Regions from separate parts of the Drosophila melanogaster genome. Here all the other regions are linked to region 5. Evidence: chromatin contacts called from public Hi-C and HiChIP or PLAC-seq data. All regions are on one chromosome and are shown on one strand. The core of a region is the stretch at or near the end of the contact, and the rest is flanking DNA. Distances in the headings are between cores, read along the strand shown. Region 1 holds the start of CG3164. Region 2 holds the start of Zir (Zizimin-related). Region 3 holds the start of lncRNA:CR44060 (long non-coding RNA:CR44060). Region 4 holds the start of CG3862. Region 5 holds the start of cbt (cabut).

What was found. A called contact is a pair of places that touch in the nucleus more often than the background predicts. HiChIP or PLAC-seq counts read pairs in DNA pulled down with a chosen protein or histone mark.
Region 1: a contact with region 5 is called in a Hi-C map of the Kc167 cell line, with 2.5 times the contacts expected there. The contact joins the promoter of CG3164 here to the promoter of cbt in region 5. A contact is called at or near these places in 3 of 107 Hi-C or Micro-C datasets (the Kc167 cell line, the S2 cell line and embryo) and 1 of 6 datasets of contacts at active chromatin or transcription factors (the Kc167 cell line).
Region 2: an H3K27ac HiChIP or PLAC-seq map of the Kc167 cell line shows a contact between it and region 5, with 3 times the contacts expected there. The contact joins the promoter of Zir here to the promoter of cbt in region 5. A contact is called at or near these places in 1 of 107 Hi-C or Micro-C datasets (the Kc167 cell line) and 1 of 6 datasets of contacts at active chromatin or transcription factors (the Kc167 cell line).
Region 3: a Hi-C map of the S2 cell line shows a contact between it and region 5, with 4 times the contacts expected there. The contact joins the promoter of lncRNA:CR44060 here to the promoter of cbt in region 5. A contact is called at or near these places in 11 of 107 Hi-C or Micro-C datasets (the D17-c3 cell line, the Kc167 cell line, the S2 cell line and 3 more) and 2 of 6 datasets of contacts at active chromatin or transcription factors (both in the Kc167 cell line).
Region 4: a contact with region 5 is called in a Hi-C map of the Kc167 cell line, with 2.4 times the contacts expected there. The contact joins the promoter of CG3862 here to the promoter of cbt in region 5. A contact is called at or near these places in 6 of 107 Hi-C or Micro-C datasets (the Kc167 cell line, embryo, eye imaginal disc and 2 more).

What each region holds. Positions count from the first base shown.
Region 1 is chr2L:129,490-132,189 of dm6, forward strand. It overlaps CG3164, which reads right to left and starts at 1,302. Exons shown (of 8, transcript NM_205881.3): 1 at 1,019-1,302. The coding sequence starts at 1,062. The region is part of intron 1 of ND-15 (NADH dehydrogenase (ubiquinone) 15 kDa subunit); the gene reads left to right. Gs1 (Glutamine synthetase 1) reads left to right here and starts at 2,588. Exons shown (of 1, transcript NM_164367.2): 1 at 2,588-2,700.
Region 2 is chr2L:93,456-96,155 of dm6, forward strand. It overlaps Zir (Zizimin-related), which reads left to right and starts at 1,284. Exons shown (of 12, transcript NM_134645.3): 1 at 1,284-1,437; 2 at 1,534-1,615; 3 at 1,677-1,846; 4 at 1,899-2,700. The coding sequence starts at 1,397.
Region 3 is chr2L:849,335-852,034 of dm6, forward strand. It overlaps lncRNA:CR44060 (long non-coding RNA:CR44060), which reads left to right and starts at 1,368. Exons shown (of 1, transcript NR_073684.1): 1 at 1,368-1,829. It overlaps drongo (drongo,), which reads right to left and starts at 1,737. Exons shown (of 5, transcript NM_057891.3): 1 at 565-1,737. The coding sequence starts at 734. It overlaps CG4291, which reads right to left. Exons shown (of 4, transcript NM_001272917.1): 3 at 2,384-2,700; 4 at 1,917-2,325. The coding sequence ends at 2,109.
Region 4 is chr2L:824,555-827,254 of dm6, forward strand. It overlaps CG3862, which reads right to left and starts at 1,307. Exons shown (of 1, transcript NM_134706.2): 1 at 1-1,307. The coding sequence starts at 1,243. dock (dreadlocks) reads left to right here and starts at 1,415. Exons shown (of 6, transcript NM_164390.2): 1 at 1,415-1,953.
Region 5 is chr2L:478,350-481,049 of dm6, forward strand. It overlaps cbt (cabut), which reads right to left and starts at 1,339. Exons shown (of 2, transcript NM_164384.2): 1 at 1,058-1,339. The coding sequence starts at 1,126. The region is part of intron 1 of ush (u-shaped); the gene reads left to right.

The DNA.
Region 1 (2,700 bases), core at 52-2,551, 350 kb before region 5:
TATTCCTCGATCGGCGGACCCATGTATCTCGAAATAAAATACCACTAACTAATTTCGAGGAAAGTCTTTACCTTGAGGAAGGTCTTTGATTCCCAGTCTTGTACTTTGATTGGTTTATCAGCCTTTTATAGTAGTTAGTCCTGGAAGCTAAGGTTCTGGCCATTGGTTTATTCAATCTAAGTTAAAAGTTCACGGCCTCGCTCATGACTCATGAGTTATTGGAGGGGCTTATCTATGGGTGTCAATCTACAGCTGATAGGAGTTTTCAATGAGCCGATAAGGGGTTGTACTTTGTCATTTCGTGTTTTACGTAAAAATAAGTTAATCGGTGCCGTAATTCGTTTAAAGGAGCTCTAGTACGCTTTTTAATGGTTTGCTTACGCGACATTTTACCTACATTTTGCTTTTCCCTACATTTAATGTGGCATGAGGTCATTTGTGGCTATGGCGTGGGACGACCTTACAACTTTGCCCCAGAAACAGTTTTGTGGTATATCTGAACGCAACAGTTAGATGTAGACATTGCTGTAAGGCTCCTTGTTGGCATGCTTTTACGATGCTCCGGTCTATATTTTGCCCAATCTAATTGGGATTTACGGATTGCACTGGGAGTGCTAATAACGTTTAGTTAAACCGGTTATTGTATATATTGGGGCAAGTAAAAACGTAATGAATTGACCAACAAAAGGTATTTTCCCAGTACAAACCGCAATTTGAGATATTATTCCTAGTTCGGTTTCTGGGTTCAAATCAGCATACAGCACTAAAGTTATGCAGTCGCCTTAAGATATGAAAGAATAATGTATTTCCACTGGCAATTTCCCGATGACTATTGGCTTGGAAATTTTTTAAAGCTTGTGGCTAATCAAGTCACGGAGATGTCAACAATTGGCAGGAATTGCAAACCGGTTGTTCTACACTTGTTGATTTCGTTTTATAAACGGGGGGTGTGGTATATTAGATGTGCCAACTAAATGTGATGCATTTTGCTTGAGACCCGCCTGATTCGGCTACTTACAGATTATTATTTTCCAAAAACTGCTTCCAACTATACTGGTTCATGGTGCCGTAACTCAACAGCTACTGAAACCATCGCTTTGAAGCAACAAGTTGCCTTCGCGAAAGCTAAGTCGCAGGCAATAACGAATAGGCAGTCGAAACCCAAACCGAATATAAGAATTAGCGATTTTGTATTTGGTTGTTGCACATCGGGTGTAAAAATATGTACACTCTGCTGGAGGGAAACTTTCGTAGTTTCTTGCGAAAACTGAAGCCGGCCAACTAGTGGAAACGATGCCACGTAACTGGAAAAGCGTAGACGGCTATATGGGAATTACTCGGGTCTATGGTGAAAAGTGGCACTCACACATTGGCACATAAAAGTTTCCTCTGTTTTCCTTGTTTTCTTTGTTATGCCCACCTGAAGCTCTCCCAATATGAGCCGTCCAAAAAAGCTTGCTTTCCCGCCAGAAACAGAGTTTTAGCTTTATTTTAACATTAATCCTATCTGAAATATACTCATCCGTTCTTCAGTACTTTCCTCTAAGTTACGAGGCAACCAACAAATAATTGGAAGACATATCTGTGGTCTCGGCTTTTGTGCGACAACATGCCATTATGTAGGAGGGAGTGGGCCAATATGCGTGGCTTGATGAACGACGGCCTAGGACTAAGTATAATCTGTAACAAATAAATATTGAATATCCTCCACACAGGATATTTAGATCAGAATTTACATAGCATTTAAATTTCAACGTTTTACATACTCAGCCTAAAAGTTGGCTACACTGTGTACTTATACTGCTATTTTAGTTATAGTTTTAGTTAGATATATTTTTAATATTCAGAACGTCGTATGCGAGACCCAAGCCAGGAATAGGAACATTTAGTACCGAATTTACATATTATAAACAAATCATTATTGCTTCATTTAAGGCTCTATTAATGCGGTCCACCACAGAGTTTATCAAATGCCAAACACGAATAGACACAGCTGATACGGTGCTCCTTGCATTCGCTATATTTAATTGTATATAGTGAACTTTGTACCAGGCGTGTATTCAAAACAATCAGCCAAAGAGCAAAATGGTGGAGGTTTTTACGAAGAGATTACGAGAAATGAGAGAGTGTTGTAATAAGTAGTACTGCTGAAATGCATCTGCATACTGCGTAACCTATCATAGTTTCTGAAATGAATTTATCAAAAATGTAGAACTTAATTTGTGGGTTCTAAAGTGGGCCATGCACATAAATGGTGCAGGTGTTCTACGATGAGAATTACTAAAAACTTTTGTTTTTCATTTGGCGCTAATGCAAGCTACAAGTGCTCGAAATGCATAAATGAGCTTATAGCGTGTGCTCAGTAACGGGGCTTTTGGCTACCCGACTAGCCTCGAAACATAAACATTATGGGTCGCATTGCAGGTCTCTCTGGCTAGTGGCTGCGGAGCGGGTGCTCATATACCGCCAGTTTTGAATGCTCTCTGGGAGGCCTTTGTCTGTGCGTCGGCGTCGCAAACGAGATAAAGAAAAACCCGAGGCGCGCGACGAAACAACGAAAAAAGTGAATGCTGTCGCGCTAACTGTGCTCACAAGACTTCCAAACATCGAATTGGTCGGGTGTCCCCAACAGTCGCTCCGCAGCCCCTGACAGAAACAGAAACGAAAACCGAAAGTACCGCAATCCAAAATTACCAAAAG
Region 2 (2,700 bases), core at 34-2,533, 380 kb before region 5:
CTCTAAATGCCCCAAGACGTTAACGGTCAATAAGGCGCAACCCTGGGGTAAAATTGACATAAACAAATCTGGCGGCAACGCAGCTGGCCATTATGGGAAAAGCACTTCTGTGTTGGAGCGTATATGTATATTAGGATGGAAATAATTGCACACAGTTCGTCATAATTTGTCGTTGAAACAGATGAGGTCAGAAACGAAGAGCACTACACTTCAGAAAAATGTTATTCGTTTTTGGAATAAAAGTATTTTCAACACAACAACTAGTATAAAGAACATGACCTAATACGTATGATATCTTATATTAGAGAATAATGTTTCCTATAAATTAAAAACAAGCGTATATAAAATCTCAACTCTCATATGTGGATTAATAGCTCATTATAGTTTTTTTTTTGTTTTGGTAATTGTTTTTAAGCTTTCAAGTTTGTTCAGTGCATGAGAATTTATTGTAAAAATGGATAAAACGAAAGTACTATGCAGTTAAAGAATTCATTAACAACTTCGCCACTACCATTTATATAAATAATGGGTAAATTTATTCAGTCAAATTAATTATTTTTTTGTGCTCTTAACTTTAATGGTTTTATATTTAAAAGTATTGGTCTGAACTTTTGGTTGGCCCAAAGTAAACCTTTGTTAGGCTGATCAGCAAATAGGCCAATCAAAAGCTATTTAACGTCATCTCTTTCTCTTATTTTACCGCCGTCAAATTCTAAACAGCCTCCCACTGACATCAAGCCCATTCCATGCATGTGGTATGCAACTCGTAAAAACATAGCGCATCCTAAGGCGGTCGGAATGCGGGGGCTTGCTGTTAATCTAAAAAAAAACTCGCCAAACTCACTGCAGCTGTTGCTCGTGGGTGAAAGTGAAAACTTGTGGCACATGTTCGGCCGGAAGCTAAAGAAAATCAAAATAAACCACCATATGGATGATAAGTTTTAATAAAGTACGTTTTTCATAATAATTGTCTGTTAGATAAATACTATGAAAAAATGTACTTCGTGTACTTAATCTAATTCAATATTTGATAAAGACTATGAAAAAATGTTAAAAAAAAGCTAAAGAAAATCAAAATAAACCACCATATGGATGATAAGTTTTAATAAAGTACGATTTTAATAATAATTGTGTGTTAGATAAATACTATGAAAAAATGTACTTCGTGTACTTAATCTAATTCAATATTTGATAAAGACTATGAAAAAATGCAATCATATTAGAATCGGAACCAGTTCATCTATACGGGCCTCCAGCTCATCTCTGGTATGTTAAGATTAATCGATGAGTACGGTTATCGACGGCGCTGCAAGTAAACCAATATAAAGTCAGGGTTTATTTGTCATAAAATAAATAAGAAAAGAATTGGACCACTTTAGCATACGAATTTCCCAAAATGTCGAGTGCCCAGCGCTCGTTTGTGCAAAAAGTTTCCAAGTAAGTTTTTCACTAAAGGAAATAGTTTATTTTAAACAAAGAAACGCCCTTAATGCTTGTATACATATGTACATATATCAATTTGTAAATCCCTAGGCAGTCGGCTGCGGATGTACGAAAAAATGTTTCTGGTTGCCATCTATCAAAGGCAATGGACCCATCATTGTGTGGTTCTTCGGTAAGAGCACTATTGTTTAAAATATACAATTTTTCTGTTAAGGATTCCATTTTTTCAATAGATCTCCCCGACAGAGCCCCTTGATTACGAAGAATTTCTATCCCAGCATATGAACATCATCAACCGGGATCCCTTGAAACATATATTGGACTTTCCTCAAGGGGATGTAACTGTTAAAATCATTCCCCGAAAAATCAGAACTGTTGATCACGTTGTTCCCAATGAGAATTTGTATGTATGCACCTAACTTATACAACAGCTACATAGCTACAGTCTCTTTTAGGTCTGATTTGCCCCATCACGTACAAGAATGTGTTAACTGCTATACGCGCCCATGGAAGGTGGTTGAATATGCACAGCGGCACCTTTCCAGTTCTTGCTATATCCGCGAGCGTATCGACCGCGGAACCATAAGTCCCTCTGCGTACCAGCAGGAATTCGAGATCGACAAGGATTTTTCGTCATTTGAAGAGGCGTTCGCTTATAAAAGCGAGAGCTGCACTCCAAGTTCTCGACAATCCATTGCAAGTTTGGCTTCAGTAAGCTCTTGTACGGACACTTTGACCCCGCGTGGTTCTTGGGCTAGCTTTGATCTTCGACGTTCGGTTAATGACCCACTAATACCCAATTTGCTTGACAATGTACCTCCGGAGCATATTGATCAATCCAATGAAGCACGCCGGCAGCAAGATCGACAAATGGCTCTTTTCTCACTGTATCCGGAATCTGAAGCGGAGGAAAACATTGAACGCCGCCTGCTCGCAGAGATTCCAGTTGAACATATGGGTCATCGCATTCAGGTTAACTGCCTACAGCTTCGGCTTGAGCTGGAAGTGGAGCCAATTTTTGCATCGATGGCTATTTATGATGCTAAGGAACGGCAAAAAATTTCTGAAAATTTCTATTTTGACATGAACGCAGATAGTCTTAAACGCATGTTGTCAAGTCATGTACAGTGCGCCGACATAAGTACCCAGAGCCACTCAGCCATATTCGAAATTTCATATCCGAGTAACGATTTATTTCTCGTGATTCGTCTGGAAAAAGTTTTGCAGGGTGACATAAACAATTCCGTCGAGCCGTAT
Region 3 (2,700 bases), core at 118-2,617, 370 kb after region 5:
GCGAGTTCAAATTGGCTGGGTTCAAGTCAAGATAACACGGGAGACCAAGAAAGGTCCACGGATCGACGTTGATAGCTCTCAATTTGCATTTCTATTTTTGGAAACACTCAAGGCAATATTTTATATGACTCCTAAACGCAGTGGGGGTAGCCCATTTGGCAGTTATCAGAATATGTATATAGGTAGCCAGCTTTTTGATAAAAAACATGTGTGAATTCAACCAAAAGCCATTCAAGAAAGCCATAACCATAAATGTCGTATATCTGGATTCTTCTTGTGGAAGATTTTAAGAGATTTGTCAGTTCATAACCCACCATCCTTATTCTACAAATCTCAAGCTAGATCAATCTGTGCATCGGAAATTGTTTGAAATATTTTCCAGAGGTATCTTGAATACCTGGTAAACTCAAAGAGACAACCAAAGAAATAACTAAAATATGAATAGCCAAGTTACAGTTACATTCTCATAACAAAGGTCACCTAGCAGGCGACTTATGCCTAATTCCTGGATCTACCCTACATTATCCCAGACTAGAAAACAACAACAAGAAGGCAAATACTTACAGGACTCCGGAGCAGCGGGTGCAGACAAAGGATCCGATGGTCATGTTCACGTAGGTTGGTCCTTTTTGGCCGCAGTCGAAGCACTGCCGATTGCTCCCCGTCCCGCTGGCCACTAGTTCCCGCAGGGCGAGCAGGTACTTGTCGTCCTGTTTCTTGCGCACCACCGCCATTGTCGCCGTCTCTGTCGCTCCCTTGGCCGCCGCCCTTTGTACCGCTTCCGGTACTACTGACGTCGACGTTGTCGTTGTTGTTGCTCCTGCTGCTGCGATGAGCGGCCTGACGGAGGGTCCGCTACCTGCGCGCTCCTCCTCGGATTCCTCCGCTTCCGCTTCGTGGCTCTGAGCCCGATCCTCGTCGGATCCAGCTAGCTGCTCGGTGTCCGAGGGCAGCCGCTCCTCGGGGGGCGGGAGTGGGTGGTGGTGGGTGGACCGCTCGGCCGCGTAGGGCGCAAAGGGGGCGACGGCGGTGCGGTAGGAGGAGGCGGCGTGGGGCGCGGAGCTGTTGTAAGCGTACACGAACTGAATCTTGCCTGATTTTTTGAATTCTTTCGGGAATTGGTATCGTTTACTTTCTGCTCCAAATTGACGTAAATTTCCGCTGTTATCGTTTTTTGCCTATCGTAATGGCTGGCTATCAGGATCGTTTAGGGAATCAAAAATTTTTATCGGGAATGCGAAACTGACGTAATTCCCCTTCCCCTCTTCTAAGCTTTCCTTTCCTTTTCTTTACGCAATTTTTGGCTTGACCTTTCCTCTCCTTCGACGCACACTCACACACTCACTTTGACACTCACACTGACAGGTGTGTGTGTGCGGTGCGATTTATCGAAAACCACTTTTCCGATTGCCCGTGTTATTGTTTACTTTTCACTTCTTCGACTCGCAGAATTTCGCTTCAATTCAATCTATTTACACCGAGTGCCGCTGCAATTGCCACACAGATTTCAGATTTCAATTGAAATTTCGACGCTGCGAATGCACTCGCCACTTTTGCTGCTTCCCCTTCTCCTTGTTTGTTTGCAGTGCGGATTCGAAGACGAGTGGAAAACGAACAGCGAAACGAAACGGAACGAAACCAAACAGCACAGCGCACTCGAAACAAAATAGCGCGACTCGACTCAACACAATTCCGACGCAAATTCCGACCGCTCGCCTACAACAACAGCAGCAGAGTGACCGTTGGCGGACGGGAGAAACATACCTCGTGTTGCCGCTGGAAATGCACTAAAATTGGACGGAGCTCTAAGACCTAAATATGCCGCAACTAAAGCACAGACACACACCGATTGAACCTAATTCGATAACTGTTATCGAAATTTAAAACTTTTTAAAAAACATATTACTATTTAAAATGTTGGGAAATATTTATTGAATGCAAGTCGACTAAAGATAATAATAATTCTACAATAGCTATGTTTAATCTAATATTAGTTAAACGCATCTCACTTTTTAATTGGTATAAGCAAACACTTAAAAACCTAAACATTTCCTATGCCTAAACCTAACTAGTAGGTGAAATATGCACATAAGCACATGGAGTACTTCTTAATCCTCGGCGCGCTGGCGGCTGTTTCCCTTCCTGATGAATTTCCGCTTGAACGTGGCGGGCGCAGTGGCGGCTATCTCCTCATCCAGACCGCCAATCGTCTTTTCCTTGAACTTCTTGACTGGAGGTTCTGGTTCACTCGAGGCGGAAACCACGGGCGCAGCACTGTAGTAATCCGTTTTGGGTAGCTGCCAGTCGATGGGCTGCTCAGGTGCTCTACAAAAATCCATAAATTTATCAGTAAATGCATTTGAACCTAGTAGGAAGGCCCTACTTCACTTCCACAGTTTGCCACTGTCCAATCTCTTTGGTGGCCGCCTCTTCCTCCGTTTTGAATGTCTGACGCCTCTCCTCCTTCTGCTTCTTTTCCTTGGGATTGTCCGTCCTGCGGAAGGCTTTCATCTTCTCTCGGTTCACCCTCGCCACTTCCTCGTCGACATTGGCGCGGAATTTCAGCGATTCCTCGGCCTGGGAGATCTGCTGCTGGTCGATGGCCAGCTGGTTGATGCGCTCGTACTCCTCGTAGGACAGATAGCCCTCTTTCGGCGGCTTCCACACGGATTCATTGGTCTTCACGTTCCAATAGTAGGT
Region 4 (2,700 bases), core at 57-2,556, 350 kb after region 5:
GCCCGAACCTGTTCTTGCCCCACATGAAGAGATCTCCGTCCGAGTTGACGGCGCCCATGTGAAACACTCCGCATCCGATGGAAACCACTGTGGTTTCGTTGCTGAAGTCATTTCGTCCGAATAAAGGCGGCAACAGATGCTGCGGCTTGGATGTTTGCTCCACGAAGGGTCCGAAGCCGAGGATGCCAAAGCCCCAGGTGTACACCAGACCCTGGTCGTTGAGGGCCATGCAAAATGAGCCTCCCGCAGCCACATCCTTGATTTTCCCGATGGACTTCGTTAGTTTGAGAGCTCTAGGGATATTTATTTGGGTTTCGGCCAGCTCTGAGTCATCTAGCTGTCCGTACTCAGAATTGCCCCAGCCAAAGGCATCGCCCGCCTCGTTAAGGGCCAAAACGCAGTCCGAGGAGCAGCTGAGCCGCACAATCTTCTCCTTTTCCACATCTCCTCCAATCAGGGTTATCTGCCCGGCGGTGTGGTAGTTTCCCTGACCTGTTTGACCATCCGCACCCCAGCCACATGTGTAAATGCGTCCCTTTTTGGTAAGAAACATGCTGTGGTCCTGGCCGCACTCCACCTGGACCACCTCATCCTCCTTGCCGCATATATCTTCCTGCGATATCCTGTGGATCAGGGCACTCTTGCTGTACCGCTCCTCCTCTATGATGGAGCGGCCACATTGGCCGTACGAATTGTTTCCCAGGGTGAAAATGGTTCCGTTTTGGGTCAGAACCACCAGGTGAGCTCTACCCGCCGACATGCTCTTCACACGCATGTCCTCGTCTGTTTCTCCCTGAACTCTCGGCAGTTTAATGGCTGTAGGATAAATGATCACGTCAAGGTTGGCCGGATCATTGGGATTTCCCTTCACCTGGAAACCCAGTTGGGAGTCGGTGTTCAAACCGCTGCCAAAGAGCGTCTCTCCGTCATCTCTATTCACGGCGTAGACCGTGAACCCGTAGCCGGCGGCCACATCCGTGATTTCGTTGTTGTTGGAGAACTGCAAGCGGGTGGGATGGTGCACCATCTCCGTGTAGCGTTCCTTGGCCTTCTTCACGTTGGTCTGGAGACCGAGAGCGCCGGTTTCCTGAAAGCCCCACACGTAAACTCGGTGCTCATGGCTGTCCGTCGTCTTCGGTGAGTACTCCTTGATCTTCGACTTGTCCTGCGCCAGCACACCCCTCTTCGCCTTGGCGGTGTACGACCTGCTGATGCCAAGCACAATACCCCGAGTTTTCAGCATGGTATTTCGGGTTAAACCAACCATGTAATCCAAAATCATAACAAAAACGCCACCCGATATCGATAGACCCGATGACCGGACAAGTGCTGCACAGCGCGCAACGTGCTTATCGATAGTTCGCTAAGAAAAACCGCTGATACGCCACCTGACAGCCCTGGTCGTGGTCAATCGCTATCGCCTTCCGCACATCGAAATCGGATGGGCGACGTGAAAGAAACGGCTCCGGCAAAATCATTAAAATTTAATTAGTTAACCGCAAGAGAGCGCTGCAAAATTGTGCAAACAATTTGCCACTTAACGCAGTTAACGTGTGCGGTAATCAGAAGCGTGGAAAAGCGTTTATTTGTCAGGATTTGTGTGTTTTTCAATCGCGGCAGCAGCATATGTACACACACACAGGCTCACCCCCGCCCCACTCACACACACACACTCACGCCTAGGTGTATTATAATTAAAGTTGTGTTTTAAGTGTGTGTAAAGTGCAATAGCCCAGTGGAAAGTGGAAGTGATATAGAGTGCGTTCCAGGAGTTCCAGGAGCAGTGTCTTATCCCATGTCTTCCACTCCCAAATCCTGAGGATTGCCAAGGGTTAAGACCGAGAAATACGGACTCCGACTTTCCGGATAAGGATACGGATACGGATAAGGAGTGCCAGGATAAGGAGATCCAGGAGGAATATAGGAGTTGCCAGTCCAACCGCTTCGTCTCCGGTAGGTACACACAAAATATTCGGCTGCTCCTTTTTAGCTCCTGTTCGAATCTCTCACGGCTCTCTCTCTCGGCTCTCTCTCTCTCTCTCTTGACCTGCGCTCTCTCTCTTTATCTCGCCCTCGTCACCTGGTGGTGCGTAGTCCTTTGGCTCGGTCCACCACCCGCCCAGTGGGCGGTGCTGCAACCCTTAGCCCTCCGCTTTCCATCACCTTTTTTTGGGTAACCATGGTCGTGTTTACGGCAAACTGTGCCACCGATATATATGTGTGTACATATGTACCCTTTCCCTTGTCTAGATAGATGAAACAGATAAATCGTGAAGATGCTTCACTTACCATAAATCTATAATATGTTCATTGCTCAAATACTACTATAGTAGGTACTTGTGTTTTTCAAAAGCCTGTGCCAGGTACAAAAGCTTGTACTCTTAACAACACTGGGAACGAGTCCTGCCATCCTTTGCAGGACGAGAAGTCCACCCTCTCGCTGCCAAAAAGCCACCACCTCGCAGAGATTTTGCGCAGCATCTCTAAACGAAACGGCCGGCAAATGTCGCAAACTCCCTCGGCAACAAAAGCCAAAAAAAAAATACAAAATACAAAAAACAAAACCGAAACCGAAACCCCATTCGAATCCCATTCCCCAGCAAAAGCATCTACTTAATCAACCCGGGCGGGAGTGGACTCCCAGCTCCCTGAATGAGTGATCTTATGTAAACAGGCTGCCCTTTGCCTCCCACGCCCCGA
Region 5 (2,700 bases), core at 89-2,588:
CTAATTACGCCGGCGGCTGACAAGGCCGTTCACCGTTAACCTTCACACACCCTGCAATACCCCGCCCAACCCCAGGTTCAATGCTCCTTCGAAAGGCCAAGGGAACTTTGTTTTTGGCGGTTTTTGAACTCTTTTAAAGGCCGTTTGGGGTGACAGAATATTACTCATTAACTGTTGCTGCCAGCTGTGCTTTAAATTATAGACGTATGTAAATGTTAAAGGTGAATACTGTATTGATGACCACATAAAAGTCTTTAAATTGATGTGCTCCTGACAGAAACAAAAAATGTCTTAAAATTTTAAAAACTGTTCTTAATATGGACTTTTCAAATTTCACTACTTAATTTTTAAGGATGAAAACATGAGCAACTGTTGCGTTTTCGGCGCATATTCTAGAACCATTTAAAAATTGCGCCTAAAAGCATGCAAGGAAAATGCAGCCACACCACCAGTATTATTATGACGTGCCTCAGGTGGGTGATTTCATGGGGAAGGCGAATGCGAGGGGTGTATTATGACTCGTGCGAAGACGTCGAAATCTTTTTATGGGCTCGGCACGTTGCGCTCTAATGTGCGACAGTGTTTGTTTGTTTCTTTCTTGGCCAGATAAAAAACGAGCCAGAAATGTGACATGGTTTTATGGGTTGGGGCTTGGCCTGTTTGCCTAGCTTTTGGCTAGGCCCTCTCTTTCCTCTCACACTCCACCGCTCGCCTACAGTTGCCAATTGGCAACTCACCTTCTCTCTTTTGCTTTTCTGTTGTTTTTTCCTAGTGGTGCCAAGTCCAATGTTCAGCTGCGGCCTCTCGCTCGCACTCACACATCACTCGCTGTGCATGCGGTGTTCACGTGAAAGCGTGTTGGCTGCGTGATCGCATGGCTGTGTGCGAGTGCGAGCGGGACGAGGCACTTTGTTTTTAGAAACGCGGCAAGTGGGAGCGAGAGCGAGCTAAGTACGATTCCGTTTGATTTTCCGCTGCCTTGAATGCACTATCCCCACTCAATAAGCACTAATTACACTAGCGTACACTGTATATATCCACTTTGTAGGTCACTTACGATTTCCAACTTGTTTTCCCTTAGTGGGGGCGTTGCGGGTGGTGAAGGTAGCAAGGTATCCATGTCCATTGCACTTTCAAATTTCAGTTGCACTCTCTTTTTTTTATTGAAGAGTCTGTGTTTGTTTGTTTGTTTTGTTCCGGGGCTAATCACTTGGTTTAATCTCAGTTTGTGTAGATTTTTGCACTTCAGCTAACTTTGCACTGGCGCTTTCAAGTGCCGCTTGCCGTTTTGGAGCGAAGGCGAACCGTTGCGTTCGGAATTCAAGAGACGAATGAAAAAGGCAAAGCCATTCAGCTCCCAGCAGAGCTGCCGCCGCCGACGCCGCTGCCGGCAGAGGCTGTGCAAGTGTGAGTGAGTGGAGCCGCCGACGACGTAATCACTTGGAAACGGGCAAGTGTGTGTGAGCGGGCCATCGTCATCGGCAGTGGAGCAACCAGTGCAATGTAACCCGGACGAACATCAGCCAGCAACGTGGGCAGCACCTCCTCGGCTCCTCTCTCTCGGGCGCAAAAAAGAAAAAGGTCAGGTCTCCTGCTCACTCACCTCTCAGCAACCCACGTGCACCGGACAAAATAGCCCGTAAAGAATGACATCTCTGTTAACTCAATTTTAGACTGTAATGTTGGTTGGCAATAAGTTAAAAGAGATTCAGGTGAACCCAAATCGTTTTTAGTAAACTCTCTAAAAGTGTATGGCTATTTTAAATGTTGCCATCTTTTCCGAGAAGACCCAAAAAATCACCGAAGCGATTTCTTTCTGTGCAGGACACAGACACACAGCCAGTAGGAGAGAGGCCCGCAGAGCACGTAATCAACGCATGGACGTCATCAGCTGTTCACTGCGGGGTCTTGTGTTTGGTGCTATAGAGAACGGGTCAGTAGAGGAGGAGCTGGGGAGGGTGTGGGGCTCCATCGGCTGTCTATTCATGGGCTGTGCATGCCCCAGCCGCGTGCACAGCGCACACCAACCGACACACTCACAGACACACCCCAAAGCCGTGTCTGAGTAGCTGACGTAGTTGTTGCCACGGAAGTCTGTGAATAATCGGCTGAAAAAATACTTTAAAACTGGCTCGAAACCTGGCAGACGCCCCTCAAGCTGAAATCTAAGACCTGGCCGCATATATTTGCATTAACTTTGGAAGTCTGACTTTAAGCAGACACGGATTTCATTAATAAACGAAAGGCATAGTGCGAAAGCAGGAGAGTATGGGAGCTCAACAGTTGACGGGGAGCATTGCCAGGCCCAAGAAACTGGGAGATAACAAAGATGAGTCACGAAAAGCAGGCATTTCAAAATCCTCTTATTCACCACCAGTGAATGCATGTAACTCAATTAAGTCGTCAATTGATTACATTTATTTTGTTTGAAAACCCTCCTAGGACACGGGTAAATTCTACCTGGCAATGCTCGCGTTTCGCCTGTAACAGTTTTCAAAGCAAAAAGGGGCTCGTACACAGAGCACACACACCAAAGAGCGAGCGGCAGAAACAGCTGTGGTTATTGGCGCTCTCTTGCGCAACAACAACGAATAACTAGCACGCCATACCCCACACCAGACTTGTGGGGCGACTGTTCAGGCCGTGTAGGGTATTCAGGGGTAGCATGGGAGCAGCTAGATTAGATGCAGATCTCTGAAA